Linked DNA regions of Rattus norvegicus: region 2 is linked to region 1. Evidence: chromatin contacts called from public Hi-C data. All regions are on one chromosome and are shown on one strand. The core of a region is the stretch at or near the end of the contact, and the rest is flanking DNA. Distances in the headings are between cores, read along the strand shown.

Region 1 (4,455 bases), core at 42-2,541:
TGAATTCAGCTCTGGCTCTTTAACACTATCTTCAACTAGGCATTTCTTCATTGGGGAAATAAGAACTCCAAAAGGACTTCAAGCAAGGGCCTTCCTTTCTGTGTGACTGTATATTAGATCCAAAGCTTACTTTGAAAATAACCAGTACCCCAGTGTATCCTATTCTCCTCCAGGACAGTGCTTCACAAACTAGTGTGCACATAAATCGCCCAGGGATTTATTAAAACGACTATTCCGATTCAATAGTTCTGAGGTGGAGCCTGAGTAGACACTAACAAGCTCCCAGGTGATGTCCATGATGCTGCTCTATTGACCACACTATGAGCAGCAAGGTTCTAAGGCACTTTTCCCGGGGTCCCACCAAATTACCACTCCCCATGAACATTTATGCATACACATATACACCCCTTTCCCGTATCCATATTATCTTACTGTAATTATTTGTTGGCCCACTAGCTTTTCCACTAGCCTAAGAATTCCCTTAAGGAAGCACGGTACCTCTAGTACATAAAAGCAGAAGCAACTTCAATTATTGATCTGAGAAAAAAATTAAAACCCCACCATACAGCACGTTATCTTTTGCCCAAGGTCACGCAGATTTAATAGTTAAGCAAAATTTTAACAACCAACCTTTTAAACCAGTCCACTGCTCTTTCCCCGTGTCACAGTGCCTCCCTGAGGCAGTCGGTCACTTAACTTCTCAGTCTCTGCCTGGACAGCAGAGTGCCCAGGATCTAGCTGTCACGATGCCACATGCATTTCAAGTTCTTAATTCTACACTTTGTCTGAGCTGCTTTATGCTACATCTGACATCTCGTGTCTTGAGTCCTGGGACAGACTCCTGGTTTGAATTCTTTCTCGAACATCAGCAACCTCTTTTAACCATCCTGAAATCTAGGTGTTCCACAACCCTCCAATTTCAAGCCTTCCGTTGAGGACCCTAAATTGCTTTAGTTACCCCAACCTAAAATGTCTCTAAACACCTCTTCTGCACTGGGTCCAACAGTCCTTAGGGGAGCGCCCCCACACAGCCCCTGGTGTCCCTCACGCGAGCAGTCCCCGTTCGGGAGGCACTTACGCTGCGCAGCTGAAAAGGCAGCGTGGGCTAGGGCAAAGAGCCCGACGCCTACAAGCCCCTTCCACAGCGATGGCGCCATGATTCAGAAGGAGCGGCAGCCCAACAAAAGGAGACGAAGGGCGGCTGAGGTATTCCTTCTTTCACCGGCGGGCGTCCACGCGGCGCAGAAACATGACGTCACCAAAGCCCTGGGCGCGAAGTGCCGGTAGCTGCCAGACTCAGAGAGCAGTGAGAACGCGGAAAAAGGAATGCCGGGAAGAAGGAGAGAGCGACACGGAAAAAGGTCCTGCTGCCTCCTCCGCGTCTGCGCAGTGCAGTTTCCCTAAGAGAGGTGGGGCTGAGTGCGGGGCGTGGAAGAACAGGCCAAGCGAGACCAATGGGAAGATGAGGTAGAGCGTCCGCAAATAAGCACGGGATTTGGAGAAGGGGCGGGACTTACGGAAATGGCCTGGGAGGAGAAGAAGGTGGGGCTGGTGGCATTGGTAAAAGGCTGTAGGTGTAGAATTCAAAAGCCTGGTACTTGGTATTTGTTAATTGGCTAATTTAATTGCTTTTCCTTCGAACAGAGTGCTTTCCTTTCAGTAAGCCTTTCCTATGCCTCTGACCTCAGAAAACTGGTACTGTGGCAGGTTGCTAGGTCATTAACGTGAGGAAATAAATAAAGTGGAAAGGGTAATAACTTGGGGTGTTGGAGCCCTGAACGCTTGGCGTGCTGGGGACTCTCAAAGAATTAGTTCAACTTCTTACCTTTCTACTTTACGTTTCTATGAGCAAGATCCACACAAAAGAGAGTGTAGCACAGCAGGACTGTTTTGTCAAGAAGAAAGCTAGCATGTATTAAGGAGGAGATTCGAGAATAAGGGGATGCATAAAACATAGTCTGATCAGCATACAAATGTAACCTTTCTCCGTTTTTATCTTCATCTCCTTAAATGTAGGCATTCAGAAATGAGGTGTTTCCTTGATCTCTTTTCATTCTCCTCTCTGTTGACAAGCTCGTTAGTTCATTCCCACTTCAGACCAGCTTAGTTAGAGCAGTGATTGCGAATCAACAACATTGCCTCAAATACCGTTAACTCCTTAGCTCCAGGTCAGCATTCCTAGCTACCCACTGCTGGATATTAATTTGTGTGTGAATAGATCCTGCGGGCATGACATTTTATGGCCAATTGTAACCTCAACTCTATATAAGTTACTTCAGTGCCCCTGGCTAAGTGGCACAGCTTTGTAAACTGCATATCACAAAGTAAATGTATAGCAAGATTACTGTTCTTTCCCTTCACTCTCCAAAGAACTGTAACATCTGAATCCATTGACTCATCAGTACCTGGTCAGTCCTGCGGGTCCTTACTATGCCTTTTAAATTTGAAGCATTCCCACTTGTGATCTCCTTATTCTATCATGATCTTATATCACCTTCTAAACTATGTTATTTATTTATTATATTTGTTGGGTGACTATTGTTTGCTGCCTCTCTTCCCACTCTGGAATGAGAGCTGCAAGAAGACAGCTTTCTCTCTGTATAGAGCATGGACAGGAAAGCAGCAGACATTGAGTACAAACGTGTTGAATGAAGGATGAGTAAACGGTGGCAAAGAACACAGAGTGATTTTGTCACGGAAAGGATCTTTACAGAGGTTCCACCTAGTATTTTGAGTTGACTTTTAAAAATCCCTGCAGTCTTTTGATATACTTGGGTTTCTTCAACTTGGAAAAACTGGATCCAGTCAAAATAAGTCATAGTTATTACTGTTCTCTGGGCCTTCTCCACACAGTGCTTAATCAACATCATTTCAGTATCATGCATTCCTTACAAAAAGAGAACTACCACTGAACTTCATGATTACACAAGCCAGCTAATCACTATTTAGTCAGCAGGAAAATGAGACGTTGCAATATAGAAAACATAGTTTTTTAAAACCCATCAAAATTTTGTTTTAGCTTAAATAATGGTCACATTGAGATGGAAATAAAAACTTTCCCACATATCCTAATAGCTTATCTGAAGTGGAAAATGATTAATAAAAGGCTAGAGGGTTTTGAACAGAGACAGGTGAGGAGTGCAGAGGGGAGGAGAGGAGAAGAAAAAGAGACTGACTCTCACTCTGCAGGCCTCAGAATCATAATTGAAACTTTTGAACTTTATCCTCGCAACCAATCAATGCTGGGGCACTTGGCATGTAACACTATGAACAGCTAAGAATTTTCTGGAAGTGTCTGAGCTCTGGGTCGAGAGAGAGAGAGAGAGAGAGAGAGAGAGAGAGAGAGAGAGAGAGAGAGAGAGAGAGAGAGACACCCACTGAGAAGTTATTTGTATAAGTCACCAGTGCATTTTCCTAGGCTTCAGAGAAGTGGCTCGGTTTTGCTTCTCCATTCACTTAAGATATGTTTGCATCCATCTGCATCAATCATGCAGCAGTCCTCTCCTTGACCTTTATCAATGTATCAAGTACCAGAAAACTAGCCTAGGTTTATGTTTTCTAGTCACAAACTGTTAAATCGAGTTCATGGGGCTTGCTTGAAAACAGGGTCTTGTCACAGTGCGCAAGCTGGCTTCAAACACTTGGGCACAAGTGGTTCTTCTGCCTTGCCCTCTACAGAAACTATAGGACTATAGATACATGTGGACCACCATGCTGTGTAATAACATTTCAATGGTCTATGTAGATTCCAACTTGAAGGGAGATCAAGGTGTTCATAAATAGTTATTGAGAAATGGATCATACAAACAGGTAACTAGAATGTATTTCAACATGATTCAACAGTTTGGGGTTAGTCCCAGAGTACAAGATGAGAATACCAAGAGCACTGTTATCCTGAGGTCTTAAAACAAAATTCAAACTGCCTGGGACACAGTATTTAAATTCCTATGTGTCCACAGAAATGCCTTAGCTAACTATCCATTCCTGCAAAAACAAAAAATAAAGCAAAAACAAAAAAAGACTTTCCACATGTACCATGGATTAATGATACAGAGGTGGGAATAACGATAGCTAAGGTATTTATAGAGAAACATTTTCCAGGCTAATCTAGAGACTAATCTAGGTTGGCTAGGAAAAGTGTCCCAACACATTTCAATCTCTCATATACAATTTCCCCTCTCTCTGGCATACTCTGACCAAGTTTGAAAATTCACTTTCCTTGTAAATATGTTTCAATTACAGATATCTGTAAGAAGAATATATAGTATGTACTAAAAGGGCTTATGAGATGGATTAGCAGGTAAGAATGTCTACTGCCAAACATAATGACCTCAGTTCAACCCACAGAGCCCACAAGGTGGTCAGGGAGAGAATGACATCCTGATAGTTGAGCATGTGTGCATGTGCAAACACATGTACACACATGTACACACACACTGAATTAAATAATCAAAA
Region 2 (4,657 bases), core at 788-3,287, 510 kb after region 1:
GAGATATTTCATTTCTTTAGTGAGAGTTCTAGATAGGGAGAGATTTGGACAAAGGCAAAACATACTGTGAACATGTCCTAATTTTGCTCAAAATTTCGAATGTGGATCACAGCAATACCCTAGGAAGTAGGAAAGTCACAAAGTCATGTACAACCACAGCATATGCAGAGGGGAAGTGCCCCCAATTTAACCCTGTACATCTTCTGTAAGCAAATTTTGTTTTTAAGTAATTCTGTGTTCATATTACCTTAGGTTAAAGATACATCAACCTTTTTATCAGAAGAAATCCCCTCCCAACTAGGATTAGAGATTACAAGATGTGGGGACAAGAAAACTCCCAAACATAAGGATAGATGTATGTGAGCGTGTGTGTGTGTGTGTGTGTGTGTGTGTGTGTGTGTGTGTGCGCATGCGCGCGCACGGCGTTAAAAGTGTGTGCCATGTGCAATATCATCCAGTGCACTATCTCTTCTATTGTAAACATACTCCTGAATGAAATGGAAGCATAATAACAAATTAGTGAAAAGTGCTGTATAGTTTTCAGATCAAAGCAAGACCTACTTAGCAGCATTTAAAAGAACCTAACAAAATCCACAGCATGCATATAAATTCAGTTCTCCAATAGTTCTACTAAAAACAGAACCTCATAAAAATAAATATATTTGGAAACAAAAAATACTGTTTTATTTTTTTAACATCGTTAACGTGGGATCAGATTCAGAGATTTGTGAGGAGCCAAGATGTTCTAGAACCTAGCTTGAACCACTGTGTTTACAAACAAAGGTGACTGGAATGGAAATAATTTCTAAGAAGCTTTTCCCTACAGTCAAGTCTTGATTATAGTACTGATGTCTACATGTATAGTTTATTGCTACTTTTAGTGATTAAAATTTTACTTGCATAGTTAACATTATGGCAACAGACGTTGTTGTTTGTTGATAAACGTAGTCCACACACCAAAAAAAAAAAAAAAAGCTGTTTAGAATTGTCTAGTTTTTGAGTATTAAAGGATGCTGAAAACAAAATAAAACAAAGTAATTGCTGCTGTCCAGCATCTGGTGCTTCCACCCTATTGTTCGCCAACTATAATTGAACCTCCCTTGATCTGTCTTCTCAGCAGCTGCCTCAGAATCGCCCCCTGGCACTTAATAGTTCAGTAAATGCCTGTCTGTTTTAAAAATATGGACCTCTTCCCTTTTCGAGGTACATGAAACATCTAAGAGAAAAGTCCCGCTTTTCTTAGTAAGGCAGTAGGCTGTCTTACTAAGAAACAAGGAAATGGGGCCACATGGTTCATCTCCTATTTGTACAAGGGGATGTTTACAGTCAAGCTTCAAATTCCAGGCTGGAACACCTCTGACACGTTGCAGTAAGCCGCAGGCAAAAGCTACTCTCACCTACTGCAGTCTGAGGGTGGTACCAGAAGCATAAAAACGGGGTGAGATTTAGCTCAGTGGTAGAGCACTTGCCTAGCGAGCGCAAGGCCCTGGGTTCGGTCCCCAGATCCGGAAAAAAAACAAAAAACAAAAAAAAAAAAAAAACGGGGTGAGATTAGGAAGCGATGGCTTCTGCCCACTTTTCTTTCACTCCTTCTTCACTAGACGCCAAACAGTATATTAGGTGTTTGGGTTACTAAGGTGAACAAAAGCCGCGTGTACCCTAGGGCAAGCATTTAAAAATAAGTAAACCCTTGGCTTCTGCGCAGGGGCGGGGATTTGCGCGAAGGAGGCGCAAAGGTTTCGCGAAGCGGGAGAAACTTGTCCCACGGTCCCACCCACCTCCCCAAGATGGCGCCTGCCGCAAAGCCCAAACACAGCCAGCTCGTCTGGAAGAGTTCCGCGTCCTTTTTCAGGCAATCGCTGCGGCGAAATTCGTCCGGAGTGCAGAGGAGCCCAAGGTTCCCGAGGTGCCACGCATTTCTGCAGGTTGCGTCTCTAAGGCGAGTTACCATTAAGTATGGACACGCGGCGGCAGCCAGGCTTTGAAACCCCGCCCCTGTCCGCGCAAGCGTCGCGGACATATGACGCCACGTGGGCGTGTCGAGCGATCCTTACGTCGCCACGCGCGGACAATGGCGACCGCATCAGTCTGAGGCGGACTTCGTTCTCAAATAGTTGCCTGACGTGGCGGAGGAAGCTGTAGTGCCCCCGGAGCCAGCCGCGGCGGTAACCGCGCGCTTGCGCGCTTCCGCCTCGCCCTAGACCTAGCGGTGGCGTTGAGACCCCGCGGAGTCCGCCAGGTGGGTGGCGGCGACAGCGCTGGCAGTTTCTAGACGCATGCGTGCGCGAGTGGGGCGGGCAGGAGGGCGGAGTTGGGGTGGTACCGCTTAGACTTCCCAGGGTCTGCTGGGGCGCTGCGGGAGGCGGCCGGGGAGTTGCAGTGCACGTTCTGAGCTCTGCAGACCTCTCTTTCTCTGCTCTCTTCCAGCGCCCTTTTGGCCTCTTCACTTCTCTGACCGTTGTGTCCGGGACTACGTGAGAACCATGAGTGGCAGCAACTTGAGCGGGAACGATGAATTTGATGAGCAGTTGCGAATGCAAGAATTGTACGGAGACCCCAAGGAAGGTGACACCCAGAATGAGCCCTCTGGAGAAACTGATTCTTTGGGACAACCACCAGATGACACTCCCTACGAGTGGGACCTTGATAAGAAGGCTTGGTTCCCTAAGGTAAGAGAGTAGCTTGAGTCCCACTGTGGAGCGGGACATAGGGCTCCCTGACCACCTTTGCGGGACATCCCTCTTATGTTTGCTCCGCTGAAGTACTTGGTCTTTGAACTGGTGGTTGGTGGCTAGTCTGTTCAGTCTATTGCAGCCCCGATGTATAAAGAAAAGTAAATCTTAGAGTGGTGCCTTAAGTGTGTTTTTTTAATGTCTTATTAATTTGTGTATGTGTGTGTGTGTGTGTGTGTGTGTGTGTGTGTGTGAAGGTCACAGTTCATTTTTATCTGGATATTTTTACTGCAAAGAGGAAAAACACCAAGAAAAACACATTAATAAGAGTTTTATCCTGTATAACCAAACTTAACTTACGCTTCGTGTACATGCTTGTGCCTAATGTAGCTTGTTGATTTACCGGGTCAGAAAGCAGTCATTCAGCTCATTCTGCCGAATAAACTTTTCTTGATTCTTGTTTTGTTTTATTATTCTACTAAATTTTGTTCCAGGACATCTAAGTTTGGACCCTCTAAGCACAGGAGTATGACTAGGAATGCGCAGGAAATGGATGAAAGAGAACTCTACATTTGTTTCCGAGTACTTGGGAATTGCTAAGTGTTTAGTTTCAGCATGGAAATAACACAACTGGTGTTGAACCCGGTGTTATAAACTGTAGGGTGAAAGTACTCTGTTAGTTTTAGCCTCATGGGAACTTTGGCATCAAAGGGTACTAACAGCACACCAAGCGATTGGAGAGCCAATCACACACAACTTTTCTCCATTGTGCAGGGGGATTGATTGTTGGTTCCAAAATTCTTTATTTCAGCTATTCTTTCTGATTTTGTATTTGCGCATATTTCAAGCACCCCAAACTGTAAAAATTTACAATTGAACTTCTGGACTTGCAATGCCTTTTCGAATGTAGATGAGATTTCTTTCTGAGCACTTATAATAGTCTGACAAACTATTATTTGGTATCTGGGCACCCAAAAGTAGATACTGCAATAGATTGCTAGTGGACTTTGGGTTTTACCATCTTGTTATTCGATACTTCTTTTGTTTTATGTATTGGCCACTTTTGTTAAATATACTGTAAAGAAGTAGTAGTTTACAAGAATGTAGAAAAAAGTGGTAGCATCACTTAAAACTATGCGTGTGGTTTTGGCAATCTGAGCACCCTTGTCCTACTTTGATTGCACTACACGTTTTCCGTATAAGGTGACTGGTCTTGGATTATATTTTAATTAGTAGAACTACTTGTGGTATAAACACTTGTTTAAGTCTTAGCTTATATTGTTGAATGTAACACAGTTTCCACAAGTGAAGTCACCTTGTCCGTCCATGTGTTGACTTATTTATCTAGATCACCGAAGATTTCATTGCTTCGTATCAGGCCAACTACGGCTTTTCTGGTGATGGTGCACCCAGCTCTACTGGGAATGTCCAGGACGCCAACACTAAGACTGTAGAAGAGCCGCCACAGAAAGAAATCCCGGAAACCACTGACTCCAAAAAGAGGGGAGAAAAGAGAAAGGCTGAATCTGGCAAGTGGTTCTGTCTTTGCAAAGTCCGGGTTTAAAAATGAGATAGGAAAAATGAGTGAGTCCATTGTACATGTTGGAGGCAAGAATGATAATGTGAGTTTTCACTTTAAGATAGGGTTATAGTCATGAAGGATAGAAAGAACGCTAAAGGTAATTCTCAGTCAAAAGGTTTATGTCTTTTGGAAGATACGTAGGGATTTGAGTTAGGCGTAGTTGTCTGAGATAAAGAGGACATTCTAAAACTTTGAAGAAACTGCCTTTGCTAAGATTTCCTAATGTAATTCTTGTTGTTTGTTTCAAGTGTTTTATTTATTTCCCTTTGATTTTTAGGATGGTTCCATGTTGAAGAAGACAGAAATACAAATGTATATGTGTCAGGTATTTATCCTGTTGCAGTGCAGTTTTCACGTTGGTATCCTTTAGTGTTGAAACTGCGCTAAGTGAGTTTTAGTTTCG

What was found. A called contact is a pair of places that touch in the nucleus more often than the background predicts.
Region 2: a contact with region 1 is called in a Hi-C map of liver, with 6 times the contacts expected there. The contact joins the promoter of Htatsf1 here to the promoter of Mmgt1 in region 1. A contact is called at or near these places in 4 of 12 Hi-C or Micro-C datasets (frontal cortex, liver, mammary epithelial cells and 1 more).

The regions. Positions count from the first base shown.
Region 1 is chrX:139,456,878-139,461,332 of GRCr8, forward strand. Mmgt1 (membrane magnesium transporter 1) reads right to left here and starts at 1,292. Exons shown (of 4, transcript NM_001106970.1): 1 at 1,079-1,292. The coding sequence starts at 1,157.
Region 2 is chrX:139,970,705-139,975,361 of GRCr8, forward strand. It overlaps Htatsf1 (HIV-1 Tat specific factor 1), which reads left to right and starts at 2,038. Exons shown (of 10, transcript NM_001108259.1): 1 at 2,038-2,239; 2 at 2,428-2,669; 3 at 4,021-4,201; 4 at 4,532-4,579. The coding sequence starts at 2,484.